2 separate regions of the Mus musculus genome follow, and region 2 is linked to region 1. Evidence: chromatin contacts called from public Hi-C data. All regions are on one chromosome and are shown on one strand. Each heading gives the region's core, a stretch centred on a gene start, on an enhancer-like site or on the middle of the called end of the contact. The rest is flanking DNA. Distances are from core to core; before and after follow the strand shown.

Evidence for each region. A called contact is a pair of places that touch in the nucleus more often than the background predicts.
Region 2: a Hi-C map of cranial neural crest shows a contact between it and region 1, with 2.7 times the contacts expected there. The contact joins two enhancer-like sites. A contact is called at or near these places in 1 of 484 Hi-C or Micro-C datasets (cranial neural crest) and 1 of 9 other capture datasets (embryonic stem cells).

Annotation. Positions count from the first base shown.
Region 1 is chr6:98,124,171-98,126,962 of GRCm38.p6, forward strand. No RefSeq gene overlaps it. Among named protein-coding and RNA genes, the nearest start is that of Gm32592, 99 kb to the right of the region's middle. Within about 2 kb of position 1,406, at least 10 of the 459 cell types and tissues checked have an H3K27ac peak or open chromatin away from gene starts, as enhancers often do.
Region 2 is chr6:98,692,121-98,694,912 of GRCm38.p6, forward strand. No RefSeq gene overlaps it. Among named protein-coding and RNA genes, the nearest start is that of 4930595L18Rik, 140 kb to the left of the region's middle. Within about 2 kb of position 1,386, at least 11 of the 459 cell types and tissues checked have an H3K27ac peak or open chromatin away from gene starts, as enhancers often do.

The DNA.
Region 1 (2,792 bases), core at 156-2,655:
CCTGGACTGATAGTCATAAAACAGTATCAAAATAAATATCCTTCACAAAATCACGCAAGCTCCCACACTCCTCTGGGTTTCATAGATAAGTCATGCTCAGTAACTACTTCATGTGCCCTTGTTTTGACTTTGGGAGAAATAAATGACTGGAGGTCACTTTGGCTTCCTCTGGTAATAAGATCATTGTGTTATGGCCAGTATGTTGTCTCTCAGTGTTCATTCACCTTTATATCTTTGGCCCCTAATAGCATTGTCCCTGGACCCAAATTCTATTCATCCAGTCATCCATCACAGAGTGGATGCTAACACGGGCTGCAGGGTAGAGAGGCAACTTGGACTAGTCTGACTCCTGTCCCCTTAAAATGTATTTTCTCCGGGAAGAGACGCAGTTAAATAACTGTGTAGTATAATGTTAATGTTGATTAGTAAAGTACACTGTCCTTTGTAGCACATACCAGAAAGGTATAGCGTGAACTATCATTGTGTTAGGGAACTTGTTAGGAAGACTTGGGCAGAAATTCCTTTTTTTACCTGGAAGAATTGAAAGGTAAACTGCAATTGACCTGGAAGTAGGTGGAAGAAGTGGTATAGGAGGCACTTGGTATATTCTCAAGCTTTTTTTTTTTTTTATTTCTTAGAAAAATAGCCCTTTAAATTAACTTAGATTCTAGGTGTGTGTGTGTGTGTGTGTGTGTGTGTGTGTGTGTTATGTGTGTGTGTATGTGTATCTTTGTGCAGGTATATTTAAATATAGGGGTGCACAAGTGTCTGGGTACATGTGCAGGCCAGAGGAAAACCTTGGGACCATTTCTCCTTAGGTGCTATTCACTTGGTATTTTTGTTTGTTTGTTTGTTTGGTTGGTTGGTTGGTTTTGAGACTGCCTATCTCATTGGCCTGATTATACTGGGTAGATTAGAAAGGCTGAGCAGGGAGCCCCATGTATCTGGATTTACCTGCCTCTGCCTTCCTATGGTGAGGAGTACAGGTCCATGCTGTTAAGTCTCTGCTATTTTTACACAGATTCTAGGAACTAAATCCTCATACCTGTAGAGCCATGGCCTCAGCCTCCTAAAGCCAAATCCTGGTGGATAGACTATGCACTGCTCCTAAGAGGCTTCTGAGCTTTGCGGGGTGGCTTGCTACATTTCTCAGCTGCAGAAACTGAGGCTAGACATTCAATGACTTATTCCAGATCTCACTGACTCTCGAGTGACAGAGCCAGGAGTCAAACCCAACATGGCTCTAGGTTCTGTGTGTCTTATTTTGTAAAACAGTGACTCTAGCAAACACTGGGAAAGGAAGTCAGAACAACCTCTATTTCATTCCCCTTGGCTGCTGAGGACTCTAGCTTTCCAAAGACTTTTCATGGTCTGCGAGGCTAAGGGGCACGTGACTTACTGGAAGGAAAAGCAGTCCGTTTCACTAAAGAGCTCGGGGTTGTGACTATTTGCCAGGATTGGTTGTCTTGAAAGGGTTTTATTGTTTGCCATTTGGTTTTCATTCGGAGGCCACATGTGAATGTAACATAAATACTTGTGAAGGGATATCATTACTCCGAAGCTTGAAGTTTACATGTCAGCTCCCTGTCTTTACAGCCACTGCTGTGGGTCATTTCCCTTCTCGTTTCAGCCAAGCACTTGGAAAATTATTCTCAGGCACAGATTTCTACGTCGGCCATGGCCCCAAATTCTAGCAGTTAGGGGAAGGACTGAGGGGTCATGTGTGTTAACCCTGCCTTCTGTCTATCTATCAAACCTTGCCTTGCACTGTCTAAAGATATGTCAGGACTACAGATTTGGAACAAAGCTCCCTCCCATTACATGGGGTAATCTGGTTCTTCTTGCTATTGAAGGCATCAGGGGAAAGACCTGCTCCAGGAAGTGAGGTCTGTTTTCATTGTGCCATCTTCCCCTGAGACTCTTCTTTGGCTGCCTCCTAACTAACCCCTGGATACCATGCTAAACAGTGTTTTGGAGTAGAGCCTTTCTTGATGTTCTTCCCATTGTGAGATGCAGCCTTGTCTAAATTTAGCCTTTAGTATTTGTTACAAAAGGTGGATCTGTACTTTTCCATTTGCCCGCCCTTTCTTCCTTCCCTCCTTCCTTCCTTCCTCCCTCCCTTCCTCCCTCCTTCCCTCCCTCCGTCCATCTGTCCCTCCCTCCCTCCCTCCGTTCATCTGTCCCTCCCTCCCTCCGTCCATCTGTCTGTCCCTCTCTTCCTTCCTTCCTTCCTTCCTTCCTTCCTTCCTTCCTTCCTTCCTTCCTTCCTTCCTTCCTTCCTTCCTAGACAGAATCTTATGTATCCCAAGCTGACTTCAAACTCTCTACATTGTGAACCACCATCTTTCTGCTTCAACCTCTGGAATGCTGGTATTTCAGGATGTGCCACCACACCCAAGTTTGGTAGTACTGGGAACCAAACTCAGCTTTCTATATGCTGAGCAAGCTCTCTGCAACTTAGCTGTATTTCTGGCTTCCAATTCTGTCTGTCTGTTCATAAGATACATTTTAATGATGTTCCTGAATCTGAAACTGGAAGCTATAAATCAAGTAAGGAATCAATATATATGGCCCAGTTACATGAATGGGTGCAAACAGAGAACACTGTGAGGTTTACTTGCCCTGTTCTAACCATTTTTAGAATGCACACACTGGTAATCCCAACTGGAGACCTCAACACTTGTTGTGTGGGGCATTAGCATGTGCACTGTAAATTGATTCCTATTCTATGCCACAGTTGTCTGCTCAGCTCTTCTGCATCAGATTGACCTTGCCGTGCCTGGTTCTCCCGT
Region 2 (2,792 bases), core at 136-2,635, 570 kb after region 1:
AAATTCGCCTGTTCTGAGACAGGAAAAACTGTTGACATTTCTTTGAAGTGTAATCTCTTTTGTTTATTTGGTTTTTAATAGCTTCCAGCAGTTAGCCACATATTTTTAAAGTGATGTTGCTCACATACATTTTTTTTTTATCACGAGTGGCATTAAACTACTGCCATAGATTTAGAAGTTTAACCTATAAAAGAAGGAGACCGTTGTTGAGATGGGTAATTTAGGAATTGTCAAAGAGGAAAAAAAAAAAAAACAAAATAAAACAAAAGCAAGGCATTAAGTCCTCAGTAACTTCCCTGAACTAAAAATTTTGGGAGTCAGAGGTTGGAACTGACTGTAGGTTTAATCTATAATGTTTATTTACAAAGGGCAATCTTTAGTTGTTGCATGTTTAAGTAACAAGAATATTTTATTCTTCCTCTATTGTAACCAATTGACCACTCGACCTTAGTGGAAAAGAAAAAAGGATTTCTCAGATTTATATTGTATCTATGAACTCTATGGCATGGCATGGGGTGTACTTATGTGATATGTGTTTACACACACACACACACACACACACACAAATGTACTGTAAATGAGAGGGAAAATCTAGAGTGATATAAAAAAAAATCATTAAAATTGACTGAGTGCCTGAGTAGTCTTTGACACTGAAAAATGAAAACTATTTGGAAAGCAAGTGAAAACTTAAAAAATATATATATATGTAAAAGCTTTTGACATTTCATAATGATTTATATAACAGGCCACATAAGAATTAATTTCATATCAGATGTAAAGCCAGCCATAACCAACTGCAGAAAACAGATTGAATCCAAGGTTGAGGAGAATATACACATATATAATTAAATATTAAGTATTAAGTTTGAGAACCATTTCTCATTCTGTCCAATCAATGCTTTTTAAATATTACTTACAATAATGTGATTCTCTAAAGCTTAATCAGGTGGTTTTCACAGATGCAAAAATGTTCAGATAGGTATATGTTTCATTCCAAGCTGCTAGGAAAAAAACAAAAACAGAGAAAGAAAGAACTCTAACATATATTTGTGTGTATGCTATATTTAAACGCTACCTTTCTCTTTGGTTAGAGCTGATCTTTATATATCCAAGCTGAAAAAACAGTCCCGCGCTTCTAATAAAAAGCAACTAAACTGTTACTATGGTTATTAATATAAATAAATAAAAGCCATGTCCTATAATGCTGCAAAAAATATTCCTAAGTCAAACAACTGATTTTGTGTTTTGAAGACAGTTCTGAGCAATGTGCTGTATGTGCGGGTAATAAAATTATTTTCAGAGATGCTCCCTGACCACGGGCTCGAGCACACATTAGGACTTGGTCTGTTTTTCACATGTTTCCCATCAAGGAAGTCTGTGGTTACCTTCCTGATTCTGCTGGACTGGAAAAACACAGCTAATATGGTGCGATCTGGAGAAAGCTTTGATGCAGGGACTTTGCAAATAAACCTCCAGATGCCATCTGGTTTACATTCATCTCTCAATTTATTTCCTATAAATGTCTATTGAATATTCCATTGAACCAACACATGTGAAACCGGAGCTGAGAAAGAGAGCGCTTGGTGGCAGCGGTCATTATCATATTTCTTTCCCAATATTGCTACCAGCCTCAAATGCACGGCGGATGAGGTAGATGCCAGAGTCCTCAGACTTAAAGCAGAAATGAAGAAACAAAAACACTTCATGTTATCCAAACAAACAAACGCATTTTCACGTTTTCGGTAAAGTCTCACGCACCCCAGAGCTGGGGTTATTTGTGGCACAGCCAAGTGCTGTGTTTAAGTTGCTGACATTTAAAGAATCAAGTTCACCATGCAGAAATAAATGCTACTATCATGAAGCAAGAGAGAAACAAATACTATGAGCAAAGTACCATGTGACTGTTTAGGGTCTGCCAGACAGATTTGTAGCATTAGCCTTTGGGTCCATTCTATTTTGTAAGCCCAGAACCTCTGTCTTCTTCTATTTGTATCTTAGAAATACAAGTCCTTGGTGGATGAGGGTGGCGATTCTACAAACTGTATTTGCCAAATACCCGACCTTCCTAAATCCATTCTTGCCCCGCCACACCCAGATTTCTAAAGATCATTCCCATGGATAAGCAGGATAGACTATTATGCAAGCTGGGAAAACCATTCCCCACCCAAAATTTGTCTGTTGATTTGTGTTCCTGTGAATATACTTCTCAATTGTCACATCCTGGCAGTGACCTCATACCCAGCCAGTCAACCTCACAAATTGCTTCCAGAAAGGGAAGTAGGGGAGATGGCTCAGTTAACAAAGTACTTGCATGAAGAACTGAGTTCAAATGCTCAGAAGCTATGCCAGATTATTGTTTTAGTTAGGTGTGGTAGCTTATGTAGATAATCCCTTTGTTGAGGATCCCGGGGGCTTGCTGGAAAGCCGGTGAGGTTAAGTCATGATTCTCAGGCCAATGGCAGATCCCATCCTCCAATAAAATGGACACCTGAGGAAATCACATTAGACCTATGGGTAAACACACACGCGTGGGAGCACACAGGCACACGAACACACACACACACACACACACTGTGGGAAAGGGGCTTGGAGAGATGGTGGTTAGGAATACTTCCTACTTTTGCAGAAAAGCAGAGTTTGATTCCCAGCACACGCATGGTAGCTCACAACCATCTCATCCCAGAGGATCTAAAACCCTCTTTTCTCCCTCAGCATCAGGCAGACACTGAGGCAAAACACTCGTAGACATGAAAGATACTTCTTCTTCTTCTTCTTCTTCTTCTTTTTTTTTT